5 separate regions of the Mus musculus genome follow, and all the other regions are linked to region 1. The links are chromatin contacts, called in public Micro-C and promoter capture Hi-C maps. All regions are on one chromosome and are shown on one strand. The core of a region is the stretch at or near the end of the contact, and the rest is flanking DNA. Distances in the headings are between cores, read along the strand shown.

Region 1 (2,880 bases), core at 169-2,668:
TCTGGAACACTTTCATCATCCGACTGGGACTCCACATTTGTACTTTAACGCCTTCTCATGACCCCGAAGCATTCCCAGCAAGGGGACTGTAATCTTACAGATAACAAATGCCACTTCCTGCTCACATACTGTCAGGACTTAGTATGAATTAAATTAAAGGATACCATTCTACTATAGCACTCTTAACGACTCCCTCTCCCTACTTTTGAGAATACCTGACCCACGGGTTCTCAGCACCCACTGGACTTAAATAATCCAAAGCCACTGCGTCCAAGGTCATACACGATCTGAAGACCTTCACCTGCCTTCAAAACGCTTCACTTTCAGGCCTCTGCCCTTTCTACTTATTGATCACTCTACCTGGATTATTCCTAGATCCGTTCCTTCTCGGCTTTCTGTTCCTCACGCTTCTATCTCCTCCTTCCCAAAGCTTGGCCTTCAAGGACCTGCTTCCCATGCTGCATCCTTCTAGATCCTAAGCTCTAACTCACCCTGGCCGGCAAGTCCCACTCCAACAACTGCTTTTAACCACAAAACTGCTGGACACACTTAAGGCTGCCAGCTTTCTCCACCCCAGCCCAAAATACCAGGAAGAAACTAATTTCTAAAGAAAGCATTTGCAAATGATAATGTAACATGTCACCTCGAAACAAAGGCGGTAACCCAAGGCTGGGCTGGTTAAGTAGTGTCTACCGAAGACCTACCCCCTACTCCCCGCCCAAGAACCAGGCTTGGCTGATGGTTCACACGCTTTTCAAGAGCCGAAACCAGAAGGGTCGGAGGAGTCTGCGGGCGGCTGGCGCTGCCTACCTTGAACTCTGCGGAAAGTTGGGGCGTGTATTCGCGCGTCCAGAGCGCGCGCACCAGCGCCGCCAGCTGCTCGGTGACCTCGGCGCGGCCCGGCGCCGCCCGGTAGCGCCCCAGCGCTAGGAACTCGGCCAGCAGGTCGGTGTTGCTGAGACACTGCACCACCGCGTTCATGAAACAGGTGTTGCCATGGTTCTTCAAGCCCTGAGCGCCGGGCGGACGCGCCCCGTCACCCGAAGATATCTGGGGTTGGGATCCCGGAGGACGATCTGGCCCTGGACTCCCGGCAGAGGCTGGTGCCGGGCCCGGGGCGCAGGCAAAGCCCCCTTCTCCATCGCCATCGTAGGGACTGGGCTGGGCCGGGGGCCGGGGCGGCGAGTCCCCCGAGCGGGAGCGGCTGCCCAGAGCTAGCAGGAAGCGGTTAAGCAGGCGGCGAAGGGAACGGCGGCGGCGGGGCCGGGGCGCGGGCGGCCCCTCTCCCAGTGCGTTCCCCACGCCCGGATCCATGCTGGCCACGCACGGTGGTCCGGGAGCGCAGCCCCCGAGACCCCAGGCGGGCCGGCAGCTTCCCGGTCCTCACCGCCTCCCGGAGGCGCCGGGCGCCGGCTACCTGAGAGCCAGGTGTGCGGACACCGGGCGAGGGCGGAGCCAGGGGCGGGGCCGCCACGCCACGCCCCACGCGGGAATCCGGCCCTAGGGCAGCGCCCGCCGCCGGGCTCCCGCCCCCGCGGCTGGAGCTGGGAATGCACTCCCTCTGAGCCCGCCTAGTGGACTTCCCCGCCCTTCCTTCCCGCCTTGGAACAGGCCTTTCACCTCGGCTCGCCTTCCCCGCCCATCCCTAAACAGCGTAGCTAACCCGGGGATGGAACCTTCTGAAGCGCCCAGCGAAGCAAAGCCCTGGCTCTGGCTAAGTTTCTGGTCGTGGAAGCCAGATGAAGACTAAGAAAATTGACCGGCGAGCGGTGCCCCTGTTCGTGCCCAGGTGTCCCGAGAGGCGCGCGCTGGCAGCTGTGCAGGTGGGGAGCCCAGGCTCAGGTGCATGCGGTCAGGTGGCGCCACCTCCTTTGCAGCCTTTGCCTACACCGGTCACCCCAGGACCTGAACTGGGAGTGGGAATGCTAGTGGGTTGGGAGTTTGTTTTCTTTTTCTTGCTGTTTTGTTTTGTTTTTTTAAATAACACAATAGGTTACATTCATTTTCCTTAAACTTGGGAGACTTGAACGTCCTGGTTTTCATTGGTGAAGGGAGCTCAGCGAGGTTGAGGCTGTGAAAAGAGAGGAACCGGAATTCGACCCTCCCTGGGTGCACTGCAGAGTTCAGGCTCTTTACAACCCCAGTATTTGCTTGGCAGGAAGTTTTCCGGTTCTCAGGCGCGCCCCCTACTCGGTTGCTGCTTCGCTCCTCCACGCTAAAGCCTGGCTGTATCCTTACCCAATCAGAATTAGTTTGGCCTCGCCCCGCCCTTAATTCCCTGGGTAACCCTGGAGGCCTCTGCTCCTTTTATGCCTTAACTGTCAGGTTTATAATTAATCAGGCAAGGTCTTGCAAAATGAATTTCTCATCAGTTTGTAGCTCAAAAAGAGATCAGCAGCTTTCTGGAGTCAGACTTACATCAGAACCCAAAAATGTGACTTGCTATTTAATAATAAGTGCTCATCATTTATTAAGTATCCCTCCTCGATCTTCACATAGAATTGCAGCAGTTACCTGGTGCCAAAAAGTTGCATAAGTTAAGGATAAAGAAGAAACTGTAATGTGGAGACTTGAAGTGTAAAAAGCCACCATTTACCTTCCTGGGAAAGACATCCACCTAGTTGATAAATTTATAAGGTTCATTTCATGACCCGGATGTACTGAAGGTGCCGTGGTCATAGCAGACTCTGATAAATCATCTCCGGTATTTCACCTTTGAGATCATGTCAAGATCCCCAGCAGGGAGTTTTCATTTGGTAACAGTTTCGGGAGCGGCTGTTGCTTTTGTTTTGCTAGGAGGTTGTTGGTAAGAAGGAGGGAGTCCATCACACTTATGTTGCTCAGGTTTGTCTGGAACTCTCATTCTCAACCTTAGCCTCC
Region 2 (2,880 bases), core at 227-2,726, 900 kb before region 1:
TTTAAGCCACTGTACAGATCACCCAAAACACTTCAGCACAGCCCCAATCCAGTATTTGCTCACGGGTTTATTTTTGGTGACACAGTTTGCAAACAGAGACATTAGCAACTCTGACGTGTACAAACGCTACAGTGTTGACGAGTACAGGCACACGGATAACAACCTCTCCCTCAAGATACAGAGCACTGTGGTCACTGGCCACACACTCTCTCCTGACCTCTCCTAGTCCATCCCCACCCATCCCAGGGGAATGGCCGACGGGATGTGCTTCACCAGAAATGGCCTTACCTGGTGACGACTTTCTCATAAATAACCTTCCTTCTCTCCTCTCTCTGAGCATGGCTGCCTATCCAGGATGCTGAGGCGTTCCTTCCCTTATGTTTCTATCAGTGATCCACTGTGTGACTGAGTCACAGAAAGACCGTTCTCCTCTTGACTGCAACAATTATTTAATAAAGAAAAGTATTATTCATTAGCAAGTTTCCTCTTAGGGGTGATGTGGGGGGTCTAAGAGACAGCTCAGATGGAACAAGCACTTGCCGCACAAAGCAGACACCCAAGGGTGCTCCTCAGAGCTCCCTATGGAAGGAGAGAACCAACCCCTGAGAAGTGTCCTATGACCTCTGACAGGCGTGCTGTGGCATTCCCAAACACGCACATGATCAGGACTGATACCTGGATTGAAAAAATAATCCTGTTAAGAATTCTTTCATCATCTAAAGCTAGCAGGAGGCCAGCAAGATGGATCAGCAGATGAAAACACTTGCCTCCAAGTCTGAGGACCCAAGTTCAATCCTAGGACCCACACGGTAGACACAGAGAACTGACACTCACAAGTTTATCCTCTGACCTCCATGTGTGCATGCACACACCCCCACATACATGCACATACAAATGCAAATAAAAATATTAATGACTAAAGCTAGCACATCCACCAACTGGGAATGAAACATCTAAAGGCTGCTTGCTGTTCAGTAGCTGCAAGTGGGGCATGAGGCAGGCCTGGGTCACTGCTGTCTGTAATAGGATGTCTGTTGGTTTGTTCCAGAATTTTGCTCTGGTCCTGGTGACATATATCTAACCTTCTGTTCTTTGTCATAAAACAAAAAGGTATTTTTTTTCTAGGTAACTGTTTTGGTGAGTGTCAAGAATCCTTTGAACTCATATACACTGTAAAAAGATCTAACGGATGGTAGGTGTTCATCTGGACGGTTCCTTAAGTCTGTGGCTCTTTCCTGTCATAGTGGCTTAGCCCCAGCTGTGTGCTAACTGTGCTGGGCCTGGGGAAGCAACTGGAAGAAAGAAAGAAAACAGATGCAGATATTCTCCTCATGGGGCTTGTAGTCTGGTGAGTCACACAGACACCAAGCAACTCATTGTTTAATTGCCAGTGTGACCATACTACCAGAGCTAAAGGCAGCTGCGGAGGGTGTGGCAGGGTTGCCCCAGGAGACCGAGTGCAAACAGGAGGGAGAGTAAAATAGGCGAAGGAGAAGGAGCGGGTGGAACCCAGATCTGCAGGAGCGAGATTTGCATAATAGAAGGCTGTGTAACCAAAGGGTTACAGGGGACATAACTGATATGAAGATGTGGGGAAGGAAGCCCTACGGGGAGGAAGTTCAGACTGCTGGACCCAGCTTTGTCGGATTTTACTGACTGTTCAAACTATTGGTCTTTGACCCTGGAGTTCCTATTTGAAGATTAGGTGAGGTTGTCTGGTCTGTACAATCTTTAAGTTTCTGGTGCTCCGGAGAGCAGTGCCCTGCATCAATCTGAAGAAGGGGGCGGGGAGGTGGGAGGGCGAGGCAGGAGTGGAGGAGGGGCATAGCACAGGATGGAGACAGGGAAGGAGGGAGGGATGGTTTTAGGTAGAAGTTTGAGAGTTGTGTCTTGCAGAGGTCACCAGTTGCAAAGTGAGTGGGAGCAAGCTCAGAACCTAGATCTTGGCTTGGCTACCCTCACAGGTACAGCACTGCGAGGGGTGGGCAGTTTAAACAACAGGTTAGTGCCGTGCTGTGAGTTCACAATGCCATCAGGGTTGCTTCTTTCCTGGCCTCCTGCTCACAGCTCCTCCCGTGGCTTCCCCTGGGCTCTCCCAGAAGGGGAGAAGGATGTTTAGAGATGTATATTGAATCCTCTTCCTATAAGAACACCAGTCCTTGAAGGAGATGAAGGGGTTTGCAACCCCATAGGAAGAACAACAATATCCACTAACCAGACCGCCCCCCCCCCCCTCAGAGCTCCCAGGGACTAAATCACCAACCAAAGAATTCACATGAAGGGGACCCATGGCTCCAGCTGCAGAGGATGGCATTGTCTGGCATCAGTGGATGGAGAGGCCCTTGGTACTGTGAATGGTTTGATGCCCCAGTGTAAGGGAATGCCAGAGTGGTAAGGTGGGAATAGGTGGATGGGTGGGCAAGCACCCTCACAGAAGCAGGGGGAGGGGAAGGGGAGGGGGTTTCCTGAGGGGAACTGGGAAAGGGGATAGCATTTGAAATATAAATACATAAAATATCCAATAATAAAAAAATAAAGAATGCCAGTCCTATCAGGTGAGGATCCCACCCTAGTGACGTCACTTAACTATCTCCATAAAAGCCCTTTCTCCATATAGTCAGCATAAGGACAAGGAGGGTAGCTCAGCTCAGTCCACAATAAGACAGATGCTGGGGAAACCAGCCAGGAGGCCTGGGAGAGCGCAGGGGCAGCCTCCTTTTCAAGGAGTAGCAGTAAGAAGGGACGATGCTGTGCAGAAAGGTCTGTGAGAGTCACAGGTTGCTTCCCAGGGAAGGGACAGGAGGGAAGACATTGATAAGTTTCTACAGTTAACCTGCTGAACGATAGCACCCCAAAGACACGTCTACACCCCAACCCTAG
Region 3 (2,880 bases), core at 262-2,761, 880 kb before region 1:
GCAATCTGGTCTTCTAGAAACTTGCTGTTCAGTTTAGAGCTTGCTAAGTAGTCTCTGCTGAAGTTATAGAACTCATGGTTCCCCCACGTGTGGTGAACTGGAACTTTAAGCATCTGAAATGTGTTCATGACAAGTTCTAGAGACTTTTCTGATACTTTATACTGTGCATTGTAGCCATCGATGATGTCTCCAAGCTGCAGGACACAACAGGGCATGCTGCTTTCTTTATTCCAGTCTTCGATGGCACCCTGTAAGTGAATAAGACTGTGTCGGTAGTACCTCCGCCGGCTTCTTTGATAATTGTATCCATCTTCTAAATCTGCGTATTGAATATCTGCTATAACTCCGAAGGAAAACAGTGGCTCTGAAGCATCAGCCGGGGAACTGGGCACCAGCTTATCAGCCATAACCTCCAAGCAGACTTCTAAATAAGCTAAGGAGAGGGAAAAGAGACCCACGTTAAAATACTACAGCCTTCCAGTGGACAGAAGAAAATGACAAAAAGGTTAATCCACTAGACAGCAAGACAGACAGACAAGTGTGAAGGCACTGAGGTCTTAGCTCTGAAATGTTTCAGTTCTCATCCGTAAAGATGATAACCTCTCTCACTCAGAAGACTAACCATTTACAAGAGGGCACTACCAAACTGAACATCAGGAATTCCAACCACAATGGCCAAATTCAAATCTGGAAACATTTCTTACTTTGCACCCATTTTAAACATTGGGGATTTGTCAGTTGCTATGTATACAAATGCTAAATTCAAGAGCTGGCTGCCACCCAGACAAGTGCATCCTCACATACACCAGCCCTTGCTGTGTAAACCTTGCTCCCCGCTTTAAAGCTATTGGTTAATAAAAGGCTTGAGCCTGAGACTGGGTAGTAGAGAGAGAAATGTGGGACCTGAGAATTGAGTGAGGGGTCTCAGGAGAGACCATGGGGGCTGGGGGGAGTAGGAAGGAGAGAACTGATGGAGGAAGGAGGTCACCATGAGGCCAAAAGCAGCTTGTCCTGAGGACACACATGGAACAGAGCCAGCCCAGTGAGACTGAACGGTAAGTAGCACGGGGCCTATGGTTTGGATAAAGGTGAGAATACTCAGAGCCTGCCCAGTCTAGGCTTACAGCTGGGAAATAAAATAACAGGTTTTTATGTCTTCTACACGGGCTAGCTTGAAACAAGTATTTCATTTACATAAAACCGCACCCATCCCACAGCACCGTCACACTCACTCAGCCACCTACTTCCCACAGCAGAGCCCACTCTGGGATGCTCCGGCAGGCCAAGGCTTTTTTCTTTGCTGATGAGCAGCCTGCAGAAAGAAGTCTTTCCCTTTAGTATCTGAGGGAAGACAGCAATGATCTGAAAAGAAGGTAGTTTAATGACAAAAGTCCCCAGAGGCTTGGGAGTTTGGTGTCCCGCCCCAGTCGGTGGCATTTATGGGTAGGTGCAGCCTTGTTGGATTAAGTGAGCCACTGAGGGCAGGCTTTCATTGTTTAAAGCCCCGCCCCCGAGCTACTTCCAGTCCACCCTCTGCTTCATCCTGCCGTTGACCACGCCCTCCCTCGGCTCCCTGTGGTGCCATCATGCCTGCCTGATACAGCAGACTCACAGAGCGGGGGTGGGGGGCTACTGTTGGAGACAGGGTCTCTCTATGTAGCCCTGGCTATCCTAGTACTCCCAGTGTAGATCAGGTTAGCCTAGAACTCACAGAGATCCACCTGCCTCTGCTTCCCAAAAGTATGTGTTACCTCACCTGGATATAAAAGATTCTTATCCCTCTGAACTCTACGGCAAAATAAACTCTACCTTCAGTTACTTTTGGTCATTGTTTTTTTAAATCACAATAGAAACGTAACTAATATAAAGAAGAATAATTCAAAAATTCAAAAAAGCCCAGTATATGGGCTGAAGAGATGCCCAGAGGTCGAAAGAGCTTCCTCTAGGGTGCCTGAATTCCCAGTACCCAGGTCAGAAAGCTCACAACCACCTGTAATTGCATCTACAAACACAGGGACCTGATATCCCCTTTGTGCTTCCTAGGGCTCTCAAACAGATGGGTGTGTACTCACACAGAAATATATAAATGAAAACTACAAATGCTATGACATCACTGCACCCACTGTCCTTTCTATGAGCAGGTGAATTCTAATTTGAACCGGTTCTCCTAATCTTAGAACCAGGCCCCAGATTCTGAGCCAGAACAGAAAACACAATCTTTTCATCCCACACGTAATCTCCACTTAAACTCTAGAAAGTATCTCATTAGGTTATTTATAAACAGAATTTGTAATGCTAAAAGAACCAAGAATACTAAGGATTATGACAAACATAAAAGGCCAAGGTGCTAAATTACAAACTATTCTTATTATGAAAAAAAAAAAAAAACAAACCAAACCAACCAAACAACCAAACAACCAAAAACAAAAAACAAAAAAACCTCTGTAGTTCTATCTGAATTGACCAAAATCTAGCTGTTGCTAAAAATTCCTGACTTTCTAAAATCCTTCCGACTCCTGGTCACTAACCACCTGCTCTGCCTAACCAAGTTCCTACTTTAAATCTCTAAAGAAACATGAAATCGCAGTCTAAGCTTCTAAGCTACTCCTAACAGAAAGGCTCCAACTCCATATTCCGCACAGGGGCCAGGCTCCAGCTAGACATGAGAATGGGGGCTCTCCTCACTCTGACACTGCTGTCACTGGATGGGTCACTGGGTACAGGTTGCTGCCTGCCAAACCTGATGAACCGAGTTCAATTTCTAAGACCCACATGGTGGGAACAGTAAACTCCAGCCCTCAAACGGTCCTCTGATCTCCACATATGCACTGTGTCACACATGTATCCTGTACATAATTATTTTCCTTAACGTTTTTAAAA
Region 4 (2,880 bases), core at 218-2,717, 770 kb after region 1:
CATGCCTTTGAGATGGCTGAGTCTTTTCTAAATCCGGAAACGTTTATAAGAGGGCTATCATTGACACGTTATACTAACTTATACTTCCTCGGTAGACTTCACAAGGATAGAACTCTTCATGTAGTGCCAAAGTCACAAGACACCTGGAAGGGGGCAGCCACCCTAGTGGGCATGTGGGGTTGGAGACCAGATGCACCTGGACAAAGGACAAAGAATTCTCACTTCCCCCGGAAGGGCTCTGCATTCAGCTGCCTTGGAGATTTCTCTGAATTCCACCAACCCTTTCTTATCACTTCCTGCCTTGTTTTCATTTTTTTTCTCACTTTAAAAAAAAAAATCAGTCTAGAAGTTTCTCAGGCATTTACAAAGTATCCATTAAAACACACACATATATACAATACTAAATACATAAAATCCTGAGGCAGTTTTAAAATAAAGTATTTTATATTTATCTTTTTATAAGAACAATAATCCATTTGGCTCTTGTGATTTTTTTACTTTATTATATTTATACATGTATAATTAAGAGTTGACTAGATTCTGCAGACATTTCATTACATTTTTTTTTTAACTTCAATTTTCCAGTTTCCTTATTTTGGAAGCCCACTCCCACCTGAGGTCCATGAACCTTTCTAAGGCACTTGAACCACTGGTTCTTTAGCCCTAGGGGCTATGACAACAGCACAGGAATCCTGCAAGCCCTACCCAGTTCCTCTTCCATAGAGAGCTGGAATGAATGAGTGAGTGAACAAATGAAGTCGCTCTCTGGTCTTCTCTGCCAGGCCCGTTTGCTTCTCGTATTTTTGGAATCTCAGCCCTGCCTAAGAGGCAGAGCAAGCAAACATCCAACTGCGGCGGGTCACGAGAGGAAGGAAGCATCAGTAAGGGGGGACTCCGGCCGCCACAGGGTTGCAGCCCGGTCAGGACAGAGCTTTAGCGCCCAGCCCGAGAGGCTCCCCTCCCCCACTGCAGGTGAGCCGCAAGCAGCGGCTCCCACCCACTGAAGCTCCAGGGTGACGTCAGGCCTCAGGACCGCGCTCCGGCCCCGCCCCTGCAGGCAGCTCCGGGAGCTGGCGATTCCTCGGCGAAAGCCGGTCCCGCTGAGGGACCCAGTGGCTGCGGCAAGCCTACGGGCCGCAGAACGCTCGAGTGGGTTGCAGCGGCGGCCCGACGCAATAGAGAGACGTGACCAGTGGGAGCTGGTGACTTGTGCTGCGGTACACCTGCCCCACTGTCCACCCAGCCCTGACTAGCGCAGCGCGCACACCCCAACAAGATCGGCGATCTCTGCCTCGCGGGATCGCCAGGCTCCTAGTTTCAGCTGTCCATCTCCCTCCAGAGTCAGCCAATCACCCGCCACTGCCCCGGCCGCACCTCCCGGAGTCTCTGACAGGCGTGAGTAGCAGCCTATGAGATTGGGAGTCTGTGGGTCTAGGTCGGGAGCGGGAGCCAATGAGCATCATTCCAGGTGGGTGGAGGGAGCGGGACTTGGGAAGGTAGCTTCGTTCGGGTTGCTAACGTCTTTCCTGGGAGATGGGCGCGCAAACCGACCAGTGGGTCTGGGGGCGGCAGTGATGGGCGTGGAGATGGCCCAATGAGGGTGGGAGTGGGTGGGGCAGGCGCGAGCAGCAGTGCTAAAGGAGCCCGGCGGAGGCAGCGGTGGGTTTGGAATTGAGACGCTGGATCTGTGGTCGCTGCTGGGGACGTGTGCCGGCGCCACCATCTTCGGCTGAAGGTGAGACGAGCAGTTGCCCGGGTCCGAGTGCGGCGTTCCGGGAGTGGGGACGGTTGAGGGAACAGGAGGGGAGGAACCGGGGCTGGGGAACTGGGCGAGCCTGGAGCACAGAGACGGAGCCCAGGCGGGAGCTGGGAAAGGGAGACTGGGCAGTGGAGAGCGGAGCTTGTGGAGATGACGAGACCCCAGTGTATGGAGATGAAGAGACCCCTGGAGGGGTGGGAAATGGGGTCCTTGAGAATGAGACCTCTTCATGGATCAGGGCCAGGTCATACGTGAGGACGACTCTTGAAAGGGATGAGAATGGAGATCTGGGGATGGGGATGTAGGGACCAACTCCTGGTTGCATTGGATCCCTGGAAGCGTGGGGTTGGGAGGTGAGTGCCCTAATAAGAGGCCGGAGGCGCCCGGCGTGTCTATCTCCTTTTAGGAGAGGACTGAGTCCTGGGATGTGATCTTGGTGCTGGGGGCCCAGGAAGGAAAGGGGACCCTGGGTGGGTTGCACCGTGGGTTAGGTGGAGTTAGATTTCCCCGGGTGCGACTGAAAGGTTCTCCGAAGACTCAGAAGGCGGACCCTGGATCTGTGCGGTTTAGGGACCAGTGGCCTGAAACTGCATGGTCTTGGGAGCATGCGACGGATGAGAGGCTCCAGAGCTGGTCTCGGGAAGGAGGGCTGGAGCTAGACCTCATGCCACGCTCGCTGGGGACCGTGGTGGACCGGGAGGTGGACACCGGGCGAGGCCTGGGCCGTTGGGGAGAACGAGGCGGGAAATGTGGCCCGGGCGCGTTGTAGCGGAGCGGCCGGGGGGAGGGTCAGCCGTCGCCTCTGGATCGCTTTATTGTGTAAGTGATCTGGTAATGGCTCGCCGCAGAATCTCTCCCTAGCCTTCTGTAGTTAGGGTGTCATACTCTGATCCTATAAAATCGAAGTGGATTTGGGTCGGAGGGAAGTTGAAGCTGTGGAGTCCTTGGCGTTGGCGGGGCTTTGTGGGCCTTTGGTGGGCGGATGCGGCCCAGGGACCCGAGAGGCCCCCAGTCAGGCCTCTCTGGGAACTGGGGCCTTAGGAGGTGGCCAGTCGGTGCGTCTGACCTGAACTGGTGAGGTTTGGGTAACGGGGTCTCTGCCTACGACCGTTATCTCTTGT
Region 5 (2,880 bases), core at 244-2,743, 630 kb after region 1:
TGTGTGTGTGTGTGTTTAGGTTTGTGGTTGATATCTTTGAGACAAGATCTCATATAACAAAGGCTGGTCTTGAACTCCTGATTCTCCTGCTTCTACCTCCAGATGTGGGATTAAGCCTCCACACCCATTAATCACTTGCATGTTTGTTTTCTTTTTGCTCAGTTTTGTAAACAAGGTCTCACCTCAAAAAAGCTAGCTGAGGCTGATGATGAACTCCTGATCCCCCTGCCTCCATCCCTCAAGTGTTAGACTCAGGCATGCGTCACCATACCCAGCTAGCAACTCTTAGTTTTTAAATTTTAATTTAATAACGTTTTAATCCTTAGGTTCTAAGTATCAGTGAGAGTCTGTCAGCCATATGGTAAGAGAAAGTGCGGAGGACCTTAGCTGTCTACCCGTCTCCTGAGAAATTACCATTTCAAATTTAGCTACACATACATATTGGCTGGCAAACACCCCCCACTCTCCAATCCACGGCCAAATTAGGTGCATTGAGCAAGCCTTGAATGAAAAATGAATGGACCAAATCAGAGCTGGGATACAGCTCAGTGGTAGAGATGGAGACCCTAGGTCTGAGAACAAATAATTCCCGCATCTGTAGCTGGATAGTTGGCCATTCTGGAGGAAAGCCTATGGTACACCTCCTCCCCCCCCCCCCCCCCATGATTTCAAGGGCTCGAATCTTAGTTCAGTTGAGAGAGGAAATGCCTCTGGGGAGAGAAAAAAATCTGGAGCCATTTCTCATGACCTGGATGCCACTGAATTCATGTGTGGAAACCTTTACTTGGCTAATAAACTATTTCTTTTGACCTGCAATTTTTAAGTATCTGTATTCACTTCCTCTACTGAGGTTCCTCTACTGAGGTTCCTCTACTGAGGTTCAAAGCCAGCTAAGAATCTCTGGAGTGCATTCCTAAACAGGGCAGGCAACAGCATTCTATTGAGTGTGTACATTGTGTACATACTGCCTGGGACTGTGAGGTGCTACCAGGATTGAATATATATATATATAAATGCCTTTCTGGGTGAACAGAGAGATTATTGACAAAAGTGCAAGCCAAGGAGGGGAAGTCTGAGTCCTCTGGTGATGGCCAGACAGAATTGGGATTTCACTTACAATCAACAGGACCAACTCTGTAGATCGCCACTGACCAGTGGGCCTATGAATACAGACCTGAGGACGAGGGATGTGTGAGGACCAGAGATGTGCAGATGTTCACTTCATTCTTCTCTTCCCGGACACATCCCCATCCTGACCCTGTCAGTTTCTCAGGCCTGAGGCAGTCCAGGCGCCCAGCAGCACCTGTGGTCAGAACGCGCCCAGCAAACCACAGGGCGTCCGTCATCCATTAGGTGGCGCAGGTGAGGCGCAGGTACAACAGGTGCAGCAGGTACAGTCAACAGGTGCGTGGGCTCCGCCCCCGCCGCGTCTCTCTCTTGGGGCGGGGCCACTTCCGGGAGGGTGGCCGGACATGGGGGCAAATAGCCGTTGGCTAGGTGACTGGAGGTGACGCAGTTTGGCTTGCTCGGAACCCTGAGCCAGCGATTCTCCCTTCCCAGGATATGGAGCGCCGCGCGCCCCGCATCTAACTTAGTCCTGTGTCCTTCCGGGTCTGGCAGAATCCCGTAACCATGAGCCCCAACCCGCAATGGGACGTCCCCAGGGCACTACGGGTGGCCAGGCTCTTCCACTTGGTGTGCGGAGTCCGGGATGCCTGTGTGACTCCGTTCCTGACCCTCTACCTGAGGCAACTGGGTGTGGCCGCGCCCTTGGTGGGCATCCTCATGGGAACCAAGCACCTGATCGCTACCTGCTGGATTCCCTTCTGTGCCTTCCTGGCCAAACGCTACCAGAAAAGGAGAATGTTTTTGACTGGCTCATTGCTGAGCTCCGCAGGCGCCAGCCTCCTGATGGTCCTCGTCCCACCGGTGGACAGAAATCTGGTCAACCACTTTTGTAATGGAAGCAGTAGAGTGGCCACCACTATCTTACCGCTGGGGGTCACACAAACTGTGATCATGACCCCTACCCAGGGGTCTGGAGCACCCAACCTCCCAGGCAGCAGGCACACCAGAGCCCTGGACACTTCTGGCTTTCCAAATGGATCTGAAGGAACATTTAGCGGTCTGCAGACCTATTTAGTGGGCTCTGTTGAAGGAGCCAGGACCACTACACAAGGCCTCCATCTTGTCACTTCTGGGTTGAGAGATAATTCCCAGAAAGGGACTTTTGAGGTAGGCAATGTTACCCTGAATCTACTTCCTGGAAGTACAGCTCTTGGAGGTCCCGTCAACTTGTCAAAGCCCCAGGGGGACACCCAGACCCCTGATCACTCCTCGAAAGGGTCACCGTGGACTTTCATCCTCTCCTTGGGAGTTGTTGTATTCTGGGAACTCCTGGCAGCCCCTCTGGAGCAGGTGGCGGATGACAGTCTTTATGAATACCTGGATTTCGTAGACGCCACTGATCGGAACAGAGACCTGTGGGTGTGGAAACTGTTAGGTGTATCAGCAGGTGTGTGTGGCATCGCAGCCTTGGTGGGGCATCTGGAATGCCTCCTCGTGGCCAATGGTCCTCAGGGCGTGATTTATTTCTACAGCTACTCGCTGGTCAGTACCCTGGCCTTAGCAGTGAGCACTGCCTTTCCTGTTCCCATAGACCAGCAACAGGGGCCCAGCTACAAAGCCATCAAAGCTCTGTCCCTCATAAGGGGTGACTCCCGCCTCATCCTCCTGGCCTTCACTGTCTTTTGGATAGGAGCCACTGCCAGCACTGTGCAGGACTTTCTGTTCTGGCACATGAAGGACCACGGCAGCAGTGAGCTGGTGATGGGTTTCTCAGTGGCTCTCAGCTTGCTAGGAGAAATTCTGTTTCACCCG

Evidence for each region. Promoter capture Hi-C pulls out the DNA fragments that hold promoters and counts their contacts. Hi-C and Micro-C count contacts between places; a contact is called where the count stands out from the background.
Region 2: a contact with region 1 is called in a Micro-C map of embryonic stem cells, with 3 times the contacts expected there. The contact joins the enhancer-like site here to the promoter of Usp43 in region 1. A contact is called at or near these places in 2 of 39 promoter capture datasets (the 3T3-L1 cell line and embryonic stem cells), 3 of 484 Hi-C or Micro-C datasets (all in embryonic stem cells) and 2 of 115 datasets of contacts at active chromatin or transcription factors (embryonic stem cells and neural tube).
Region 3: a Micro-C map of embryonic stem cells shows a contact between it and region 1, with 3 times the contacts expected there. The contact joins the enhancer-like site here to the promoter of Usp43 in region 1. A contact is called at or near these places in 2 of 39 promoter capture datasets (the 3T3-L1 cell line and embryonic stem cells), 2 of 484 Hi-C or Micro-C datasets (both in embryonic stem cells) and 2 of 115 datasets of contacts at active chromatin or transcription factors (both in embryonic stem cells).
Region 4: a contact with region 1 is called in a Micro-C map of embryonic stem cells, with 7 times the contacts expected there. The contact joins the promoter of Myh10 here to the promoter of Usp43 in region 1. A contact is called at or near these places in 5 of 39 promoter capture datasets (the HPC-7 cell line, hippocampal neurons, liver and 2 more), 3 of 484 Hi-C or Micro-C datasets (all in embryonic stem cells), 5 of 115 datasets of contacts at active chromatin or transcription factors (embryonic stem cells, epiblast stem cells and stem cell-derived neural progenitor cells) and 1 of 9 other capture datasets (embryonic stem cells).
Region 5: a promoter capture Hi-C map of embryonic stem cells shows a contact between it and region 1, with 2.9 times the contacts expected there. The contact joins the promoter of Mfsd6l here to the promoter of Usp43 in region 1. A contact is called at or near these places in 6 of 39 promoter capture datasets (the 3T3-L1 cell line, the C10 cell line, embryonic stem cells and 1 more), 2 of 115 datasets of contacts at active chromatin or transcription factors (both in embryonic stem cells) and 1 of 9 other capture datasets (pancreatic islet).

What each region holds. Positions count from the first base shown.
Region 1 is chr11:67,920,735-67,923,614 of GRCm38.p6, forward strand. Usp43 (ubiquitin specific peptidase 43) reads right to left here and starts at 1,419. Exons shown (of 15, transcript NM_173754.4): 1 at 811-1,419. The coding sequence starts at 1,314.
Region 2 is chr11:67,016,560-67,019,439 of GRCm38.p6, forward strand. No RefSeq gene overlaps it. Among named protein-coding and RNA genes, the nearest start is that of Tmem220, 7.2 kb to the right of the region's middle. Within about 2 kb of position 1,477, at least 76 of the 459 cell types and tissues checked have an H3K27ac peak or open chromatin away from gene starts, as enhancers often do. A contact at or near this core is called in embryonic stem cells, where this site is marked.
Region 3 is chr11:67,041,675-67,044,554 of GRCm38.p6, forward strand. It overlaps Adprm (ADP-ribose/CDP-alcohol diphosphatase, manganese dependent), which reads right to left. Exons shown (of 5, transcript NM_025510.3): 3 at 1-433. The coding sequence starts at 407. Among named protein-coding and RNA genes, the nearest start is that of Adprm, 9.5 kb to the right of the region's middle. Within about 2 kb of position 1,512, at least 31 of the 459 cell types and tissues checked have an H3K27ac peak or open chromatin away from gene starts, as enhancers often do. A contact at or near this core is called in embryonic stem cells, where this site is marked.
Region 4 is chr11:68,690,448-68,693,327 of GRCm38.p6, forward strand. It overlaps Myh10 (myosin, heavy polypeptide 10, non-muscle), which reads left to right and starts at 1,468. Exons shown (of 41, transcript NM_175260.2): 1 at 1,468-1,735.
Region 5 is chr11:68,554,693-68,557,572 of GRCm38.p6, forward strand. It overlaps Mfsd6l (major facilitator superfamily domain containing 6-like), which reads left to right and starts at 1,494. Exons shown (of 1, transcript NM_146004.1): 1 at 1,494-2,880. The coding sequence starts at 1,633.